Linked DNA regions of Mus musculus: regions 1, 2, 3, 4, 6 and 7 are each linked to region 5. Evidence: chromatin contacts called from public HiChIP or PLAC-seq and promoter capture Hi-C data. All regions are on one chromosome and are shown on one strand. The core of a region is the stretch at or near the end of the contact, and the rest is flanking DNA. Distances in the headings are between cores, read along the strand shown.

Region 1 (2,700 bases), core at 49-2,548, 1.6 Mb after region 5:
TGAAACGGTTATAGCAATTCACACTTGAAAAATCAAACACCGAACTTCTCCAAATAAATATGAGGGGAAAAAATACTCCAGTAGAGAAATGGACAAATACACAAATAGTAACTTGTGTAATAGGAAACCCAAAAGTCCAATAAACAACTAAAAACACAAATGCCCAACAAAACACCTGCAAACACAAACACCCAACCAAACACTTATAAACACAAATGCCCAACACAAGGCGAGTGTAGTTGATATCATCAAAACGGCAAGAAGCCTACGACAGTTTGTAGGTAGGATTTTCGGTTTGGAGTGGTTTCCCAGCTAGGATCTTGCTGTATCGCTCGATGGCTCTGGCTGCCTTGGAACTCTCACTCTGAATCCTGGACTCAAGCTCCCAGCAATCCCTTTGTCTCAGCTTCCTGAAAGCTTAGATTGCACCATGCTGTGAGAAGGTTTGGACTTGCCAAACTTCTACCAGCTTGCTCTACTGCATCTGTCCCTGACTCTTCCTCCTCCTCCTCCTCCTCCTCCTCCTCCTCCTCCTCCTCCTCCTCCTCCTCCTCCTCCTCCTCTCACTCCTCCTCCTCCTCCTCCTCCTCTCACTACTCCTCTTCTTCCTTCTCTTCCAACTCCTTCCCTTTTCCCTATCCTCCCTCCTCTCCTTCCTCCTCCTCCCCCTTTTCCTCCACTTCCTCCCCTCCCAATTTCCCCCCTTCCTCCCCTTCCTCCTTTTCTCCCCTCTCCTCTACCTCTTCCCTTCTCTCTTTCCCTCCCCCTCCTTTGCCTTCTCTCTACACACTGGCCCTTGCTTAGGCAGCACCCCCCCCCCCCGGGCCAACTTTGTTTGACATCACACGTCATAGCCACCAGTTTTCCCTGCTGGTGACTCTGAGGTCACTCTGTAGCTCTCCCTTGGCCCATGTCTCCTGCCTTGCTCACAGCACCTGTGGTGTGGTTTGCCTTCTCTACAGAGCAGGAACTCCAGGACAACCTGGCTTCCTGCATTTTAGAGTCACCAGCTCCCAACACAATGCCTGATACACAGTAGGCACTCAAGTGTTTGCCCATGGGAGTCAGGCCAACTGACTTCTTGGAGGATGCAGATTCTTCGAGAGCAACTTTGTCCCTGCCCTGGCTTAGGAAGTGAATCTTCAATTCTCTAGGGTGCCTGGGTTCCCTTTGGAGCCTAAGTCAAGTGCCCTTGGTGGCCTGGGCCCAACCTAGCACCTGTGGGGCCCCAGGTCCTCTTCCAGACCGCATGCTCCACCCCCTCAAGGCTGTGGGGCAGCAGCTTGGGTAAGTTCCTCTTCCGTTTCCTCCCGCCTCTTGAGCTGGGGTGCTGCTCCTCACTGCCGGGTACCTCCTAGCCACTCCATACCACTGGTGTCCACAGCAACGCTCCTGGCCCCCAACTGTCATCCCTGGCTGCTGGGCCTCAGATGCAATGCAGGCCATCAAGTGTGTGGTGGTGGGTGATGGGTAAGTACCTGGCTGAGTTGTCTCCCACCCCTACCAGGATGCCTCTGAGATCCTCCCTGGTACACCCACAGATTCAGGGCTCCCAGGAGGTTCTGGGGAAAGTCGCTTCCTTTCCTTGTAAGGGCTTACAAGGAACATTTGGGGTGGGTCTGGACTGCTCCCTGTCCTTCAGCCTACCCCACTCCGGAAGCTACTTGGGTGGAGGGCCTGGACTGTGGGTGGGGTGCTGCTATTTGCCTGTACCCTGAGAGCTGGGACAGGGCTCCTACCGGGCCAGCATCAGTTCAGGGTACAGGTACGAGGAGGGAAATCAGCAGCTTGCCCTTCGGACCTTTGTTTCCCAGGCTGGCCCAGGCTCTAGTTGCTGTCTTGCTGGGCCTAGGGGACTTCTGGCAATCTCCAAGCTTTCTGACTCTCAGTCCAGCCTCTGCTCTTAAGGACTCCAGAGGGCAGGCTGGCTGCAGCCCTGCTAAAGTCTGATAGTCATTGTCAGATCTTGGGACCACAGGCTCTCATAACCCAAGGCCTGAGTTTCTTCATGTGTCTCCCATATATTCCGACACATTAGGGTGCAGTCCTCAAGTCTATCTTGGGTCCCGCTAGATCCATCCTCACATGTACTAGACAGCCATCTTCAGTTCGAAACGGGGAGGGGCTGAGGCCTGGAGACCTTTCCTGGCTTAGGTCCCAAGGTCACACACACTTTGGCTCTGCTGGTGGCATAGGCTATCTACCTCCTCAGCTGACTAGGTCCGACTTGGTCGCTGCTGCAGCCGCCACCGCGCTAGGGTGTCAGCCGTTATCTGTGGCAGCTGCTCTGCTCACTTCTGCTTTGTGTCTGATCTGGGGGAGGAGGGGGCGGACACGGAGGGCCGGAAGTCAATGATTCTATGCATTCAAAGTTACCTGGGTGGCAGGCTGGGGCTTGAGGGCAGAGGTTTAGGGGGCAGGGACAGCAGAGCAACCTCCTCGAGTGGGAAGTGACTTAACGGAATTGTACTGGGGAAGGCCCGGAGCTGTCCCTCTGGCCTCTCAGCTTCCTGCTGAATGACCTGGGTGACCTCCCAGCTTGGCAGGGAGATAGCTTAAATGGTGGTCATCTCCATTTATCCCATTTCTCTTTTGTATGTGGTCACCGGGCTGTGGCTCTCTGTATGATCTGTCTTCCACCAACCCTACTTACCATCACAGAGTTCGTTTTACAGGTGGGAAAGACCAAAACTCCGAAAA
Region 2 (2,700 bases), core at 131-2,630, 1.4 Mb after region 5:
CGGTTAGGGAACCCTGAGTTCTTATGGTCCCTCTTCGGGGAAGGGGATTAGGTTAGTAGACAGAGGCAGCATAAGGTTTCATTGGGTCTGCAAAGAAGATCTGAAGGATGGGTAGGAAGAAATGCGCCTGCCACTCAAAAAGGTACAGGTCGGGAGGCTTAGAGGTGAGACACCCCACAGTCTCTCTAAATTGTGACATAACAGGTGGCCTGGGTCTCAGCGCTTATCTACCCTTCTGGTCCTATCCTGGGCTACTTTCCTGTCCTCGGATGACAAGAGCGAGGCGATTTTGTACAGCATTTCTTTCTGCTCTAGTGCTACCCAACTCCACGGGTCCCTCTGTACTAAGTACACCAGGATGCTTTCCGCCTCTGTGACTTTGCACATGTCGTTCCCGCAGTCTGGGATACCCTTCTCCACTTCCTTCAGCTGAGCAACTCCTACCCATCAGCTCCCATTCATCTGTCCAGACTCAGCCCAGGCCTGTTAGGAGTTCCAGCAGCCGGGCTGAGTCGCTGTGCACCACCTGAGGACAGGCTCTGGTGAATGCGGCCCGGAAAAGTGATTGCGAAGCACAAAGTCTGGCGGCGGCAGAGCTCAACTGTCTGGGTTGGCGGGTCACAACGGCTGGAGGAGACTCCTGACATCAGCCCAGACTCCCACCAGCTGCTTGTGTGCCCAGCTTCGGGTGCAGAGCCTCAACTACCGCTGCCTTGCAGGGAGACTCCCTTGCAGGTGGTGGTGGTGGTGGTGATGGTGGTGGTGTCTGTGTTTGAAGCGGAGCTTAAGCTGTGGCCAGGAAGGCCTTAGGAAGTTTCTCTTTGTGGCCACAGAGCCCAATATGCTCCCGGGGATGGGGTAAGGCAGCGAGGGGTAGCCAAATGCCTTGGTTTGGAGGCAGGGAGAATTGGGAGACTCCACGGACTCGGACTCGCTGTATAAACTTTGGGCAAGCACTCTGCTCACCCGCCTCAGCTGTCCCGCCTGCAAAATGGGAACGCAGCAGCTCCACCGCAGTGCTCTCCAGTGGTTACACGCGGAACACCGGGTCAGGGCGCAGGCGGAAAGGGGTGCTCGGGCATGGGAAGGGGGGAAGCGGGGTTGGGGATGAGATTGTCCTCGAGCAGGGCGCTGCACCCGGGGCAACTTTGCCTCCAGCTGTTGAATGAGCTGGAGGAGGCGGTGGTGGGGTGAACTGAGACATAGCCCGGAGAGAGGTGGCCGAGGTGGGGCGGGGCCGGGGGGCGCGCTCGGCGGGTGCCCGGGGCTTGGCGGTCCGCGGTGCAGCCACCTCACAGGGCGCTGCAGCTGCAGTAGCGCCAGAGCCCAGCGCGGCCCCCGCCCCGTGGCGTGTGTCTGGGAGCGCGCTTGTGGCCGTGGAAGCAGACGGCGGAGGGGCGGGAGGGTCTGCAGCGGAGAGAGGCCTGTGAAGGGATCTGGCTACAGAGCCGGACGGACCGACAGACGCAGTGATCGCCAGCCCCTGAGGTCCTCCGCCCAGCACCCGGGCCCTCTGCGGGCAGCAGCCCTACGCGGCGGGAGGCGGGGGTGGCAGTGTCTGCGCGCACACGCACGCTCACAGACACACACGCCCGGGCCACGCCACAGACACACGACACGCACAGAGCCACGGCCGGCCGCCGCGCACACTCGCACCCGCGCTCACGCTCGCTCTCCGGCGCAGGCCCCGCAGCAGCCGCTGCCGGGAGGTGGTGGCATCCCGCTCGGATCCCAGTCAGGACTGGAGGTGAGTGGATTCCTCCGGATCCGAGTGCTGCAGGCGGCTGGCGGGGACCCCGGGAATCCAGGCTGAGCTGAGGGCTCCCTGGCCGCCAGCGGGGGTGGGGCTTGGAAAGGGACCTGGGAGGGGAGGATGAGGCAGGGAGAGCCACTCTTCTTGGTTCTTCTTGGTCTGGGGATCCCCCATAAGACCCCCAAGGGACCACCCTGCGCAAGGTGGTGGGGGAGAGGCTGGGCGGAGGCGTGGTGGGAGGGCAGGGAGGACGAGCGTCGAGGTGAACATTTTCGCGGTGGTGATGCAGAAGCTTGAGCAGGGTTTTGCTAGCCAGTACCACGCCGCACCTCTCTGGCCCCCATTTTGGCGAACCAGAGCTCCGGCCCGCTTTTCACTGAGTCGTGGCGGGTCAAGGAATTCATCTCACTGGTAAGGGGGGCTTCACAGGGTGGCTAGATCTCTAGCCCAGGGGGAAGGGACCGGCTTTCGACTTGCCCCCTATCTCTCAGGGGCACTGTGAATGTAGTAGGGGGACCAGAGTTAGGGTATGCTGGGACCCTTGCAAGGACTTGGATTTTTTTCCCCTCGGCAGGGCTGGTGTGGGACAGAAGCACCAGCATAAACGGACAGACTGCAGCTCTGACTGAGCCCCACCATTGCCTAGTGGTGTGTGTGTGTGTGTGTGTGTGTGTGTGTACTGCTACTGGCTAGGAGGGGGTAGAGGGTGGGTGTGTTGGCTGGTGGGGTGGTATATGCATGTGGAAAGGATGTGTATTGACTCAGGATAGACCCCCATTGCCACACAGACACACACACAATCTGTGGCTCAGCAGGGCTTCCTTGGAATATTTGGAGGGGAGAGAGCTTGTATGTGTCTGTGTGTCTGTATGTGCCTGTGTGCGTCTCTCTCTCTCTCTCTCTCTCTCTCTCTCTCTCTCCCTCTCTCTCTCTCTCTCTCTCTCTCT
Region 3 (2,786 bases), core at 192-2,691, 1.8 Mb after region 5:
CATATGGTGGCTAACAACCATTTGTAATGAGATCTGACTCACTCTTCTGGAGTGTCTGAAAACAGCTACAGTGTACTTACATATAATAAAATAAATAAATTAAAAAAAATAAGGGCTTTTGAAAAAGAGGTAGAGAAAGGGGAGACGCTGCACTACAAAGAAGTGAGTGGAGGTGCCTTTTCCTTCCATTGCCAGATCAGGTTCAAAGGCCCTATGTGCTGGGCGTGAGCAGAGGCAGGGGCCTGAACCTCAGGCAAATTCTTTGCTTAACAGATCACAGAGATTTCTGTCGCACATATGCATGACCTCTGGAATACAGCATGTGGGATATATGGACAGGTTAGTTTATGATCTGTGAGACATGACAGTGGTCTCTGTCAGCAGAGGGGCTGTCTGTGTCCCTGTCTGAGAGCGACTGGTCCCTAGCTATGTGATGAGACACCTACCTTCCGGCACACTAGGTACAGAAGCGACACATCTGGACCCAAATCATCTGTGGTGATTTCAGAGCACAGTATGGTGTGTGTGTGTGTGTGTGTGTGTGCGTGTGCGCGTGTGCGTGTGCGTGTGCGTGTGTGTGTGTTTGTGACAGAGAGAGACAAAGAAAGAGAGAGAGACAGAGTTGGAGAGACAGAAACAGACACACACATAGAGAGAGAAAGAGATAGTCAGAGAGACAGAGACAGAGACAGAGACAGAGACAGAGAAAGAGAAAAACAGAGCTGGATGATCTGGTATATCTCTGGGCACTTCCCAAGTAAGATTGTCAAATTACACCCAGTACCAAGGGAGGTTCTACATCTCTGGTTCTGTCCCCAACACTTCGTCATCCTTGTAGGTAAATTTTCTCTACCCCCTCTCTTTCTCCTCTCTCTGTCCTCCATTTCTAGTTGAAACAGAGGAAGCCATGTCTCCCACTCACCCTGTCCCACAGATGTGTGACCTGAAGCTCAGGACAGGGAATTAAGTAACATATGGATGGCAAAGTTAGAAGGAACACAGTGCTTAGCCCGATATAGAGCTTTAGGGGAGTCCTCCCTGCCACCAGACCTCCAGTGATAAAGCTGTGTCCTCCCGGAGTCCCACAGCCCCAGAGCGTATCCTAACCGTACCTCTTCCAGAGTTCTAACTTTGTTCCCAGCTCCAATGCTCCGGGGTGCCCCTCCTCCACTCACTGACTTGGAGTCTGAGACCTAGTCTTTCTAGAGAGATCAAGTCTGAGGAATACGCTACCCCAGCCCTGTCTTATCCTGTCCTTTTCCACCCTGGAGACCCCCACAGCCCCTGCTTTGCGCCCACCCTCAGCTCTGCATCAGGAAGCCAGCCACTTACCTCTGTGCTTGGGCGACAGGCAGCCTCCTTCGGGAGCCTCCAAGTGCCAGTGAGTTGCAGGCTCTTCCTATTTATCTGTGCCCCATCTGGAGGAAACAGAGAGCAGATTGAGGAAGTTGCCAGTGCCCTTTCGCAAGCAGCTTCGCCTGATTCTCAGAATTGTGGACATTAGCCTCTGATAATACTCACGACATTTAGTTCTGCCAGAGTAGCTCGCTCCCCACCATCTCCCAGTCAGCTCTCATGTGCCCTTCAGGTCTCAGCCTGAAATGGTCTCCTCCACACCCCTCCCTGACTCCTCTGGAGGAAGCAGACACAGAGGGCAATAACCACCTCCCTGCAAGCATGTGCCCAGAGCCAGGCAGAGCTGGGGAGGACCTTGAGGGCACCACTTCTTAGCATGTGGCCTTATGCAAATCAGCTACAGGTGGCCTCTTCAAGTCTTGAGACACCTTGGGGTATTTTTCTAGAAGGACCTACAAACCAGAAAGGTTTTGAGGGTATGCCATTGACATGGAAAACCTAAGTTGACAACAGTCAGTAGGCAGTGGGAGCAGTCTTGATCCCTGGCTGTCAGCTTTGGCTTTCCCTTTTCTGTCCTGCCCTAGAGTCCCTGTTTTCTTCCCATCTTGTCTTCAGAGCAAGTGATGTTTTGTGTCTGTTCCCCTCCCCCAGTGCCCAGCCATGGCCCAGAGGAGGAACACATGACTGGGTATAAAGTGAATGAATGAATGAATGAATGAATGAACAAATGAATAACTTGAGGCTGCTGGGGTTAAGAGGAGGGGAGTGACAAGAAAAATGAAGACTGAAGTGTGACCACTATGCCCCTCCTTAGAAGTGGGAATAAAACACCCTTGGAAGGAGTTACAGAGACAAAGTTTGGAGCTGAGATAAAAGGATGGACCATGTAGACACTAGCATATCCGGGGATCCATCCCATAATCAGCTTCCAAATGCTGACACCATTGCATACACTAGCAAGATTATGCTGAAAGGACCCTGATATAGCTGTCTCTTGTCAGAGTATGCCTGGGCCTAGCAAACATAGAAGTGGATGCTCACAGTCGGCTATTGGATGGATCACATGGCCCCCAATGAAGGAGCTAGAGAAAGTACCAAAAAAGCTAAAGGGATCTGCAACCCTATAGGTGGAACAACATTATGAACTAACCAGTACCCCGGAGCTCTTGACTCTAGCTGCATATGCATCAAAAGATGGCCTAGTCGGCCATCACTCGAAAGAGAGGCCCATTGGACACGCAAACTTTATATGCCCCAGTACAGGGGAACGCCAGGGCCATAAAAGGGGAGTGGGTGGGTAGGGGAGAGGGGGTGGGTGGCTATGGGGGACTTTTGGTATAGCATTGCAAATGTAAATGAGCGAAATACCTAATAAAAAATGGAAAAAAAAAAAAAGAGGAGGGGAGTGAGCCATTCTCTCAGGGCAAAAT
Region 4 (2,764 bases), core at 36-2,535, 1.7 Mb before region 5:
TTGATTTTGCAGTTTGATTTTAAGTAATTTGATAAAGAAAACTTCAAATGATAATGCCTCCTGGGAGTAAGGCACATAATTTTTAAAAATTATTAATTCTATGTTCCAAGTTGATCCAAAACAAATTCACAAAAGTAATCATGAAAGGTTGCCAGAAAATGTCTACAGTTATTTTATGGATTTCTTTTTATGAACAAAATACATTCTTTACAGTAAACATTATACGTTTCTAGGGCTGTAAGGTTAGTAGTGGGAAACCATCTGACAGGCATAGTCAATTTTCTAGACGTCTCATAACAGTCAAGGTCAAACTGTTCACTCTTCTCATCTTTCCACCTAGTATCTGGAAAGCAACTATCGGTGACTTCAAAATATTTGATTCTGTATTCTGACAAATACAAACGATCACACCCTGATTCAGAAAGTTCTGTGATATTAGCTGCCATGAACAACAAGAAGAGAGGGTCTGCAGGGTCACTGCTCAGGCTATGATCCTTTAGTGACACCATGAAAGCCACTACTTTGTCTATATCTTCCAGTTTTTCCACCTACCAAGTTGGGGGAAAAATTATCTCACATCTATGTCGTCAGATAAAACATCTGTAACATTAGTAAACAGCCTTGACATCTGCTGCAAAGGTGAGAAAGCACTCTTATCGTGACTATTTATTATGGTGGGGCCCAGAATAGTCCTTCTTGTGTCTATGACCCCGAGTCTCCTCAAAGGGTAGTAGTGGATATAGCTTCTGCAAACTCCATGCCCGGCAACCACGGATAAATGAGGCGACGAGTCTCTGCTACTGGTGGGAAGTGAAGGCTTCAAGCACCCGGCTTTAGAGGAACCCACAACCACCGCGCCCCCCAATCACCTTGTCATCACCTTGAGGAACAGAAAACCACCCTGGGGGAGCATGGATTCCACCCTCAGAAAAAAAGGAGTGCCTCCACCCTGGACCAGGCTGCCGCTGCTTAAACCCAAGCTTGCCGGCGGGCGGGGATGGGAACTGCGAACAGCCTGTGCCAGGGACGCCTTGACCTAGGACAACGCAGGAACCCACAAGGGCGCTGGGCCTGCAACCGCGACAGGTGCACGGAACGTCAGCCGCGAATCGAGCCCGCCTCGCCTGGCCTCGCCTACAGCCGCGGGCAAGGCAGGAGGCTCCCCGCCCCCGTAAACCCACGTCTCTGGGCTCGCTTACCTGCAGCCGGGTGACCAGGAGGCTGTAAGGCGCCATTTTGTGCACTGACAAAGATGAGGTCGCATGAAAGTGACGTGACAAATGGCGCCCTTAAAAAAGCATCGAAGGGGGCGGGGCTTACAGAGAGACGAGTCAACCGCGAGGGTGGGGCCTCCTCCCGCAGCCAAGAGTGCAGATAGCACAGTGGGCGGGGCTTACATGACGGAAACCCGGCGTGGAAAGCAAAGATGCGGGGAAACTGCCAACTCGGCGTTCGGCGCAACCTTGTCACCTTTGCCCTTGGGTGTGGAAGCTGGAGGGGAGGCAGGAGTTCAAGGTCATCCAGGAAAGAGAATATCCCCAAATCAACATACTTGGCGGAAGCATGCAAGAAGCCCTGGCGTCAATCCCCAACACAGAATGCAACATATGTAGAATTTTTACCCAAGAACAAACTTCAGTTTATGAGTTCAAATCTGGAAGTAAAGAGAATTTTATTCAAAAACCTTTGGTGCACCTGCAAGGACCTAGCGAGGAAACTCTCGCGAGATCTAGCCGGTTTTGGTGCCCCCCCCCACCCCCCGAGGCTAAAGGCTGACGGACAGCTTAATGGCCAATCACGGAGGAACGGAAGTAAGCACGCCGTAGGTTAAAGGTCGGGCGGAAGTTCCCTAAGCTTCCGGCCGCCGGCTTGGAAAAAGAGTTATGGCTAAACATCATCCAGATTTGATTTTCTGCCGCAAGCAGGCTGGTGTGGGTGAGTTGGGGACGTGCTCCCTTTTGGTTGAGTGGGATGGGATTAGAAAGTGGGGGACTAGGGACTTCAGCCTCCTCTTTAGGGCTCTGGTTTGCCGTGTCCACGTTTCGCGCCTTACGGTGCCTGGGTATTCTAGCAGCGCTCACCGGCTTGTGGCATCTTAGAAGAGGGCAGCAGCGCGCATCCGGGAGTCTAAGGCTGGCGGGATCCTCTGTGCCAGGTCTGGAGAAGCCGGTCTAGAATACTTTGAATTTTGGGGGGTTCCAGACATTTTTTTTATTTTTGACATGGCCTTTGGTGTAAAGCAAAATTTAGGGTCGTGGGCCGGGAACTCTTGTCTGTAATCCCAGCACCTGGGAGGCAGAAGGCTGGAAGATTGCTGCGAGTTCGAGCCTGGCTAGAGCTTAAAAGCTAACTCAAGCTACACAGTGGGATTCTATCACAAAAAAGTAGGGGGTGGGGGACAGTGGAGAGGGAGGAAAGGAGAATGTGACCACGATCCTGTACGGTTGACTGTAATCATTGCTACCTTCGCCATCCTCTATACTCAGTTTGACGAAAAACTTTGCTTGCTACCTCACAACCTTAATTTTAACGATGTTTTACTATCTTTGACCTTGCAGCTATCGGAAGACTGTGTGAAAAATGTAAGCCGAACACGCCCTCTCAGGCCTTGACACCTTTACTCTTTGAAGAGTCGTCAATTCCAGTGGAACAGCAAAGAAGTCTTTTTTTGGGGGGGGGGGTGTTTTAAGACAGGGTTTCTCTGTATAGCCCTGGCTGTCCAGGAACTCACTCTGTAGACCAGGCTGGAACTCAGAAATCCGCC
Region 5 (2,786 bases), core at 17-2,516:
AGATACTTGACCCAGTCGACCTTTCTCTTGTTAGCAAGCCAACTCAGTCGGCATCAGTCACTATTTTTTTCCCAGCCCCTCTTTCTCTCAAGGTCACAATCATATCAGTGTTCCCCAGACGCTTTCTACAATGGGGACATTTATACAAGGGCCTTGCCCTCTGGGACCTTACAAAACAGAGAGCCAGACCTCTTTACTCCCAGGGTTTTACAAAAGGCCCGAGCAGGCACACAATAGTGAAGGGAAAGCCATCTCTCTCTTCCCCCACGTCTCCCTCTGGCTTCAGATCCTCTAGGCCAGGCAAGCTACTTCCCCCCACCCTTGAAAAGCCAAGACCTAGTTCCTGACCAATTTCCTCATTCTGTGACAGACACTGACCAAGCACCTAGCATGCAAGGGTGGTAGGGTGGTGAAGTCAACATGCTAAGAGGCGCTGGTCTTCAAGGAAGCAGACATCCAGAGGCAACTCCTACAGAGTGCCACGGTAAGGAAGGCCAAGGGATCCCCGCCCTGTCCTGGCAGATCCAAACAGTACTCTGAGCTAACATACATACATGTGTAACTGCACATATGTGAGAAAGATGCAGGGACGGGTAGACTACATCAAACCGTGGAGGTCCAGATGACCAGGTCGGGGTGCCTGGAGCCAACCTTCAACGGGACCCGGTGAACTGGGAGGCAGAAGTAAAACCCTACGCCCTCACTTGAGGAGCCTAAACCTTAGGGGTGTTTCTGGAACCAGACTATTTTAATCCTGCCTCTGCCTCTGCCGCTCACCAGCTGCCTGACCTCGGTTTCCTCGTCTGTAAAAACTTTTAGTCGCTAACTATTCTCCGGTGCTGCTGGCGAAGCTTATAAACGCGAGGCGGTCCACACAATGCCAGAGATACAGCACGCCTTACACAAGCGGGGGGCTATTTATTATTAGTCGTGTCCACGCTCCGGATGGCCCGCTCGGCGGCGCCACGTCCCCTTCCGGCTCGAGGACGCTCCCACTCCGCAGGACCCCGGCGCCCTTGACCCCCTAGAGGCCCCAGCCTGCGACGCGCACGCGCAGAACAGGCGCGGCGCCAGCCGGCTGTGGGTCTCGCGCGCTGCAAGCCCCCAAAGGCCTCTGGGGCGAGAGGGCCATGCTCTGCCATCTAAAGACAACAGTTCCTGCACCCGAGGACACACCCGAGCTCCCAACCCTCCCAGCCCGGAGAGCGGGTCGGTTTCCTCACACTCTGGAGCAGGCTCCTCCTCTGCGCCGCCATCTTGGAGGACCCCGCGGCGCGCCAGGCTCTCGGAGTGGCGGGATGAGGGGCTAGAGCGGCTCGGGCTGCCGCGGAGCTTATCCACAGCGCCCCCGGCGGAGCGGAGGAGGCGCAGCAGAGGCGCCTTGAGCAAGCGCGGCTCTTGCCCCCACCCCACCCCCAACCCCATCAGCCTACTTTCTTCGACTTTCTTGTTTCCTGGGGTCTTTATGGGTGTGCTTTCTCCCGGATTTTTTTTTCACCCCGATGGAGATCCTGAGATCCTATTTAAAGCGGCTTAGCGAGGAGGGAGCAAGAGAGAACGAATGATTCAGTTTACAAGAGTAGTGGGTGACTGACTGCCTGATCTTATAATGGAGGCCACCCCAATGCCAAACTAGCTGAAGTTAGATTTGGAGAAGACTGCAATTCCGAGTAGTTGTAAATTCTCAGAAGTTAAATTTATGGACGGTAACATGGGAGTGTAGTGTTAGCTGGCAATGTAATTGCAGGCCACTTGGCGTGACTGGCCAGTGCCCAAAGGAAGAGTCTGTTTGTTCTAGAAGCACGGTGCGGAAGCTCGATTTGGAGAGTCACAACTGTAATCCCAGAGTTTAGGAGACTGAGGCAGGGGGATTATAAATTTGAGTCCTGTAATCCCATCCCTTAAGAAGAGACAGGAGGAGCCGAGCGTGGTGACACACGCCTTTAATCCCAGCACTTGGGAGGCAGAGGCAGGCGGATTTCTGGTCTACAGAGTGAGTTCCAGGACAGCCAGGGCTATACAGAGAAACCCTGTCTTGAAAAAAAAAAACAAAAACAACAACAAGAAGAGACAGGAGGACCAGAAGTTTGATACCAGCATGGACTACTATATGACACCCTGTTTCATTAAATGAATAAATAATCCAGTATCAATTTTTTTAAAAGATTTGTGTATTTATGTATGAGTACACTATAACTGTCTTCACACACCAGATCCCATAGGTCCCATTAGAAACGGTTGTGAGGCACCATGTGGCTGTTGGGATTTGAACTCGGGACTTCTGGAAGAGCAGTCAGTGCTCTTAGCCGATGAGCCATCTCTCCAGCCCCCCAGTATCAAGCATTTTATTAAAGCAACAGGAAATGGCCTAAGACAGTGCTGATGGGCCAGTGTGGTGGCACATGCCTTTAATCCCAGCACTTAGGAGTCAGAGGCAGGCGAATTTCTGAGTTCGGGGCTAGCCTGGTCTACAGAGTGAATTCCAGGACAGCCAGGGCAACACAGAGAAACCCTGTCTCGAGAAAACAACAACAATAAAAAGACAGTGCTGATGGGAAGAAGTGTGTCAAAGATCCCTGCAGATTTTTTTTTGCAGGCTCAGGTAGGTTTATGGAGCAAGAGAAAGGTGTGAGTTCCACGTTAGCATGCTGAGTTTGGTGTGGTTCTGAGATGAGACGTTGTCAAGTCAGTAGGGGGGCTAGAGCTCAGAACACAAGCTGAGCATGCAAAGACATCACAGATGGAGCAGCTGAAGGGGCGGGATGGGGGGAGTGGACAGGGTCCAA
Region 6 (2,700 bases), core at 22-2,521, 1.8 Mb before region 5:
GTGTACTCATATAAGTAAATAAACCTTTTTTAAAAAAGGTACTTCTGAACATCTCTGAACACCATGATTCTCTCTCACTTGCTTATTCTGTCTGTCTGTCTGTCTTTATTTCTCTCTCCCTCTCATGTTCCCACTCCATTTCCCCAATAAACCTTGCCCTAGATCTGTTCCTGGCATGATGTCTTTTTTTTTTTTTTTTTGGTTTTGGTTTTTTAGAGACAGGGTTTCTCTGTGTAGTCCTGGCTGTCCTGGAACTCACTTTGTAGACCAGGCTGGCCTCGAAATCAGAAATCCGCCTGCCTCTGCCTCCTGAGTGCTGATATTAAAGGCGTGCTCCACTTATTACTCTTACTGAGGACCTGAGTTCAATTCTCAGCACCCATACTGGGCAGCTTACAACTGCTTGTACCTCCAGAACTAGGAATCTGAAGCTTTCTTCTGGCCTCCTGCAGAGGATCAGGGATTTGACACCCAGCACCTACAAGGAAGCTCACAACTGTGGGTAATTCCAGGTCCAGAGGATCTGACACTCACTTCCATCCTGACTTAGGTGGGCTCCTGCATGTACTTAGTGCACATCACCCCAGGCACACACGACAAAATAACACAACAAAAAAGACTCGCATAAAAGCTTACAAGTTAGAGATTTATGGCATATTGGCCCTTAGTAGGTTACTTTTGATTGGAAAAAAAAAAAAAGCAACAAACATTTCTCACAGTAGGTAAAAGCCATCATGGGATATTTTTCTCTTTTCTTCCTTCTCTCTCTCCCCCTCCCTTTTTTTGTTGTTTGTTTTGTTTTAAAAAATAGGGTCTTATCCAAGGCTGTCAAGGCTACAAAGGGAAACTCTTGTTTTGAAAAAACAAAACAAAACAGAGTATGTAGCCCTGGCTGGCCCGGAACTTGTTTTGTAGATAAGGGCCTCTGCCTCAGAAGGGCTGGATCACAGGTGAGCCAGCACGCCGGGTTCTCCCTGAGACTTCAAGCTCAAGATGACAAGGCAATACCTTCGTCCTACTAACCTTGGGAATCACAAGCAGAAGGCTCTGAGTCCCGCCCTTGCCCCCCAACCCCCCCCCCCCCCCACCGTAGGGAGCGCCCTGAGATCAACCTCAACCCGCTGGCCCGACACTGTCTTCCGGTTCAACCCCTTTTCCCGCCGGTTCCTATCTCCGTCGGGTACGAGGACTCTGACCCCGCCTACTGCCACGCCCCTCAATCCTAGGTGCCTGTACTCTTCTTTCGGCGCCGCAGGCCCCGCCCCCTCGCGGGAGGGCCGATGGCCACTGCTCCTCCCCGTGCTGCGCAGCTGGCCCCGCCCCGGCCCCGCCCGGCCTCTGTCGCACGCGACCCTGGCGGTGGCTGCAGCGACAGCGCTTGGCGCGCGGAGCTACAGCCATGGCAGTCGCCGTCGAGGGCGCCCGCAGGAAAGAGCGCATCCTCTGCCTGTTTGACGTGGACGGGACCCTCACGCCAGCTCGCCAGGTAAGGGCCTCGAGGTTCCAAAGCTCCCGCCCAGAGTCACGCCGGCATCCGTGACCCAGCGTGAAGCCGTCACTGCCATGTCAACGCAGACACCTGCGCGACCCTGTCGGAAACGTGGAGTGCAGTGGTACCGGCTCCTGTCACCGAGGAGATGGGACCCAGGCCCTCTCGGCCTTCCAGGCCTCAGCGCTCCCCGCGCGGGTTGGCATCCACGTTCCTGCCGGGAGCGCAGATGCTGTATCCAGCCTCCGGGAGGAGCGTCTATGGGCGATAGGGCGGGTATCCCCAGTTCCAGGCTTGCACAGGCCCAGGCTGGGCTCTGGGGTGGTCTTACCCCATTTTAGCCCTAGGATGCACAACTAGTCCGTCCTCAAGCTAGCGTGAGAACGCGGCGTTCCAGGCAGAGCTCCGTGCGCTTCTAAGCCCACGGTCGCCCTCTACTGAGGGCAAGGAAGATCTCTGAGTCTTTGCACTCTGGCGTCCATAGGCCTAAAACTGGGTTTAGCTCCTTAAGCCTCTTAGGATGTTTGTTTACCTTCCACCTGGAGTTGGAGGGAAAGAGAGCTGCTTTTCTGATGAGTTTTGGTTTTTGTTATTGGTATCCTTTTGGTTCCACCCATGTGAAGGTGAAAGGCCCCAGGGCTAGTCTGTTTACAATAGAAGCACTGTAAAAAATGGGAGTGCATTCTCCTGTCTGCACTTTATAGTTCACCCTCCAGTCTTTAGCCATACCTAGTTTTTCTCCCTTCGAGTCATCCTGGGTCGTTCTCACCCATCCTTCTACCTTTGGGATCACCGGGATGATCAGAGCAGAAATGGGGGTGGGGGGCCGAGCTACTGGGCAGAAGCCCGTGTGAACCTAAGTCTTAGCTTCCTGGTAGGCCTTCCACTCTCCAGAAGGAATCGGGCATCTTTCTTTCCATCCAGCAGAGGTGGATCAGGAAGATGCAGGATTGGAAAGGAGGTGGTCTAGCCTAGGCATGCCTGATCCTTGTGCTGCACTGACTTGGCAAGGCCTGAACAAGAACCGCCTGTCAATTTGTCTACTACTAGACAGACTTAATGCTTACTAGAAAAGCTTAATGCTTTTTTTTTTCTTCTTCTTTTTTCTTGTTTTGGTTTTTTTGAGACAGGGTTTCTCTGTATAGCCCTGGCTGCCCTGGAACTCACTCTGTAGACCAGGCTGGCCTCGAACTCAGAAATCTGCCTGCCTC
Region 7 (2,774 bases), core at 275-2,774, 1.5 Mb before region 5:
AGACAGCAAGAGAGGACCAGGTCAGTGATCATCAGAATAACACTAAACTAACAGTAAGCAGGAAAAAGAACAGACAAGGGAGAGTCTCCCTTCAGGTCTCCTAACAAAGGGGCTGACTGGAGAAAAGAATTCCTTCATCTTGTAAACTGGAATTGCAAAGGTCCAAAAAGCAAAACAAAACAAACATGCAAGCACAAAACCTCCTGTTCATTTTTAAACTTGTACAATCACTTTAGTTGGAAGTTCATGACTGGGAGTCTTTCAACTTATTATCTCCCATTTCTAAGTACCTAATTCCAGAAAGGCTTCATCTTTTTTCTTTCCCTTCTAAGTAAGAGTGTGACAAACTGCAAAGGAAACGCCTCAGGTCTACACCTCAACACGCAGTTTGAGACATTTTGGTTTCATGGCAAATGGATATAAAATAAACTGCGGTCCATACTGACTCTTGAGGCAAGGATGGGGAGAGGGGACCTAAGAATGAAATTTTGTTGAACTTTAGTTACACTTAAAACCTTGGATCGCAGACACCAAGATTTGTCTTCCGCCCCCATTCCTCAACAGAAAATCTGCCTCACAGGAGCAAAAATCATTAAAGGTGGGAAAGCAGAGAAAAAAAGAATTCATTGCAACAGGGGAGAAAGAGCTGAAATCCCTCATTCACCAGTAACAAAAATAGTAAAAGTGCATAAAAGCCCTCACACACGATTGTACCGGCATTTCCCAAATTAAATTGCATGGAGCCAACAATAAAGGTCCCCGCAGCTCCCACTTCCAACCTCTTAATTCCAGAACACACAACGATCTGACATGACATAGTGTTGCAATGAATGTATCAGAAGGCAAAGAAAATGGTTGGGCTACTGGACGTCTTCGACCAGTCCATTCAAAAACCTTTAAAATTAAACACCGGCCGGGGAAATGGGAAGAGATACACAGAAGCACCCTGGAATGAAGGTGCAACGAGCAGAAAAGACGAAGGGAACTATGGAAGGCCGGGAGTCCCGAGACTAACCTGTGCCATCGCTGGCGGACGCCGAGAGGGCCGGAGATGAGAGTTTAGGCCGCTTGGCTGAAGGCGGCCCGGGTTCCACCACATTCTCGGCCATTTTTAATTCTTTCGGAGATACAACCGAGGAAAAAAACGAGAATCCTGAGGAAATCTCTTCTCCGAAACGGGGTCCCCGCCCCGCTCCTAAGGGTGGGCTCCGGAGCTCCGCCGCCACCCAACAGGGGTGGGGGGAAGTTCCTTTTTCTCTTCGCCTGGTTGCGGTGGCCGGAGAGGGATGCGGACTCAACAGAAATGGTAGGGGCAAGTGCGAGGGGCCGGGCCTAAACCAGGCCGGGAGGAGGGTACAGCAACACTGATCCCACGAGCACGTCCGCTGCAGCGAATTCTCGGGAACTCACAGCTCTACAGACGCAGTCCCCAGCCCGCCACGGCGAGCCCCTGCCCAGCCGAGGTCTCTCGGAGCTCCGCCGCCGCCATCAGCTTCTTCCTCCTCGGCGCTGTCCTCCTCCTTCTCATCGCCACAAGGAGGCGGGGGCGAAAAAGGGGGAGAGGAGGAGGCGACCAGAGACACTCACCTCCTCCCGGTGCCCCCTCCCGGGCCTGCGCCCCCACCCTGAGAGCCGCCCTCCTCCTCCTCCTGCCGCTGCGCTCCGCGCCGCCGCTGCCGCACCGGCCCCTAATGGCCACACTGAGCTCAGCCGAGCCGAGAGCCAGACTGGCGCCGGGGCCGCCTCACATCGCGCAGCGGACAAGCAGAGGCGCAGCAGCGACGACGCCGAGCGTGGAGCTCGCCGGCCCGAAGGGCCAGGGGGGCCGGGCCGGGCCAAGCAGGGCCGTCCGCCCGCAAGCCCGCGCTGACGCCGAGCCCACCGACGCGGCCTCTCCGCGCGCCGCGCTTCTCCGCCTCCACTCGCAAGCCCGGGGAGGAGAAATCAGTCCGGCCGCCTCCCTGGCCCTCACCCCCCCGGCAGCCAGGTGCCTGCCGGGGGCTCGGCTCGGGGGCCGCCTCGGACGGCGGGCAGAGGCGCCGCGGGGCGCGGGCTTATGTAATGGTTTCCCCCCCTTAGGCGTCGACGCCGGCCCGGGCTGCGGTGGGGGTGTGTGCGGGCAAGGAGGGGACTGAGGGTCGCCTCAGCCTTTGCGCCCCGGGGCCCCCAACCACTGTCTCGGTCCCGGCCGCTGCTCTCCAGCCAGGTACCCTCCTCACTCCCTGCTCGCGCAGTTCGCACTCAGCCGGGCGTCCCGCTTGCCCCACTCTCTCTCTCCCGGTCCCTCTCCGCTCTCTCTCCTCCTCCCCCCACCCCCCCCACAGGCTAGCACACAAACAAGATGGCGGCTGTTGTTTCTTGCCTCTGCCGAATCCTCCTTACAGGATAGCGGTAGCGGCGGCGGCGGCCGGAAATGAGCCAAGATTGGGGGGGGGGGGAGGTGAGAGGGGGAGGGGCCGAGAAACAGGGAGGCGGGGCGAGGGCGGGGCCTCTGCCTTGCAGCTCACACAATGGGGGAAGCGGCGCCGGGGGCGGTGCCGGCTCCAATCACGGGATCCGCCCAAGGGCCCCAACGCGGTAGGCGCTTCCGCAAACTCCCCCGGCGTCACTCGGTGGCTCCCTTTAAAGGGGAGGTTTTGAAAGAAGTTGTGGGGGGGGGGGGGGTCCGGGGTGAACTTAGAACGTATTTTCGGTCGGTGGACAGTTAGGTGCCTGGGCTGGGTCTCTGAGCAGAACCGAGTCAAAGCTCAGGCGCTCCTCTGCGAAAACAAGGA

Evidence for each region. Promoter capture Hi-C pulls out the DNA fragments that hold promoters and counts their contacts. HiChIP or PLAC-seq counts read pairs in DNA pulled down with a chosen protein or histone mark.
Region 1: a promoter capture Hi-C map of liver shows a contact between it and region 5, with 2.9 times the contacts expected there. The contact joins the promoter of Rac2 here to the promoter of Tab1 in region 5. A contact is called at or near these places in 2 of 39 promoter capture datasets (both in liver).
Region 2: a promoter capture Hi-C map of liver shows a contact between it and region 5, with 4 times the contacts expected there. The contact joins the promoter of Elfn2 here to the promoter of Tab1 in region 5. A contact is called at or near these places in 2 of 39 promoter capture datasets (both in liver).
Region 3: a contact with region 5 is called in a promoter capture Hi-C map of liver, with 4 times the contacts expected there. The contact joins the promoter of Csf2rb here to the promoter of Tab1 in region 5. A contact is called at or near these places in 2 of 39 promoter capture datasets (both in liver).
Region 4: a contact with region 5 is called in a promoter capture Hi-C map of the C10 cell line, with 2.9 times the contacts expected there. The contact joins the promoter of Aco2 here to the promoter of Tab1 in region 5. A contact is called at or near these places in 2 of 39 promoter capture datasets (the C10 cell line and pre-B cells).
Region 6: a contact with region 5 is called in an HNF4G HiChIP or PLAC-seq map of pancreatic cancer cells. The contact joins the promoter of Pmm1 here to the promoter of Tab1 in region 5. A contact is called at or near these places in 1 of 39 promoter capture datasets (pre-B cells) and 1 of 115 datasets of contacts at active chromatin or transcription factors (pancreatic cancer cells).
Region 7: a contact with region 5 is called in a promoter capture Hi-C map of erythroid cells, with 9 times the contacts expected there. The contact joins the promoter of Ep300 here to the promoter of Tab1 in region 5. A contact is called at or near these places in 1 of 39 promoter capture datasets (erythroid cells) and 1 of 115 datasets of contacts at active chromatin or transcription factors (astrocytes).

Annotation. Positions count from the first base shown.
Region 1 is chr15:78,571,381-78,574,080 of GRCm38.p6, reverse strand. It overlaps Rac2 (Rac family small GTPase 2), which reads left to right and starts at 1,298. Exons shown (of 7, transcript NM_009008.3): 1 at 1,298-1,470. The coding sequence starts at 1,436.
Region 2 is chr15:78,717,451-78,720,150 of GRCm38.p6, reverse strand. Elfn2 (leucine rich repeat and fibronectin type III, extracellular 2) reads left to right here and starts at 1,380. Exons shown (of 2, transcript NM_001358692.1): 1 at 1,380-1,747.
Region 3 is chr15:78,324,645-78,327,430 of GRCm38.p6, reverse strand. Csf2rb (colony stimulating factor 2 receptor, beta, low-affinity (granulocyte-macrophage)) reads right to left here and starts at 1,441. Exons shown (of 14, transcript NM_007780.4): 1 at 1,333-1,441.
Region 4 is chr15:81,870,984-81,873,747 of GRCm38.p6, reverse strand. It overlaps Aco2 (aconitase 2, mitochondrial), which reads right to left and starts at 1,285. Exons shown (of 18, transcript NM_080633.2): 1 at 1,200-1,285. The coding sequence starts at 1,235. It overlaps Phf5a (PHD finger protein 5A), which reads left to right and starts at 1,856. Exons shown (of 4, transcript NM_026737.3): 1 at 1,856-1,935; 2 at 2,559-2,582. The coding sequence starts at 1,884.
Region 5 is chr15:80,131,626-80,134,411 of GRCm38.p6, reverse strand. Tab1 (TGF-beta activated kinase 1/MAP3K7 binding protein 1) reads right to left here and starts at 1,266. Exons shown (of 11, transcript NM_025609.3): 1 at 1,224-1,266. The coding sequence starts at 1,256. All of the region lies in intron 1 of Gm31253 (a long non-coding RNA gene), which reads left to right.
Region 6 is chr15:81,959,501-81,962,200 of GRCm38.p6, reverse strand. It overlaps Pmm1 (phosphomannomutase 1), which reads left to right and starts at 1,271. Exons shown (of 8, transcript NM_013872.4): 1 at 1,271-1,486. The coding sequence starts at 1,400.
Region 7 is chr15:81,584,964-81,587,737 of GRCm38.p6, reverse strand. It overlaps Ep300 (E1A binding protein p300), which reads right to left and starts at 1,524. Exons shown (of 31, transcript NM_177821.6): 1 at 1,016-1,524. The coding sequence starts at 1,109.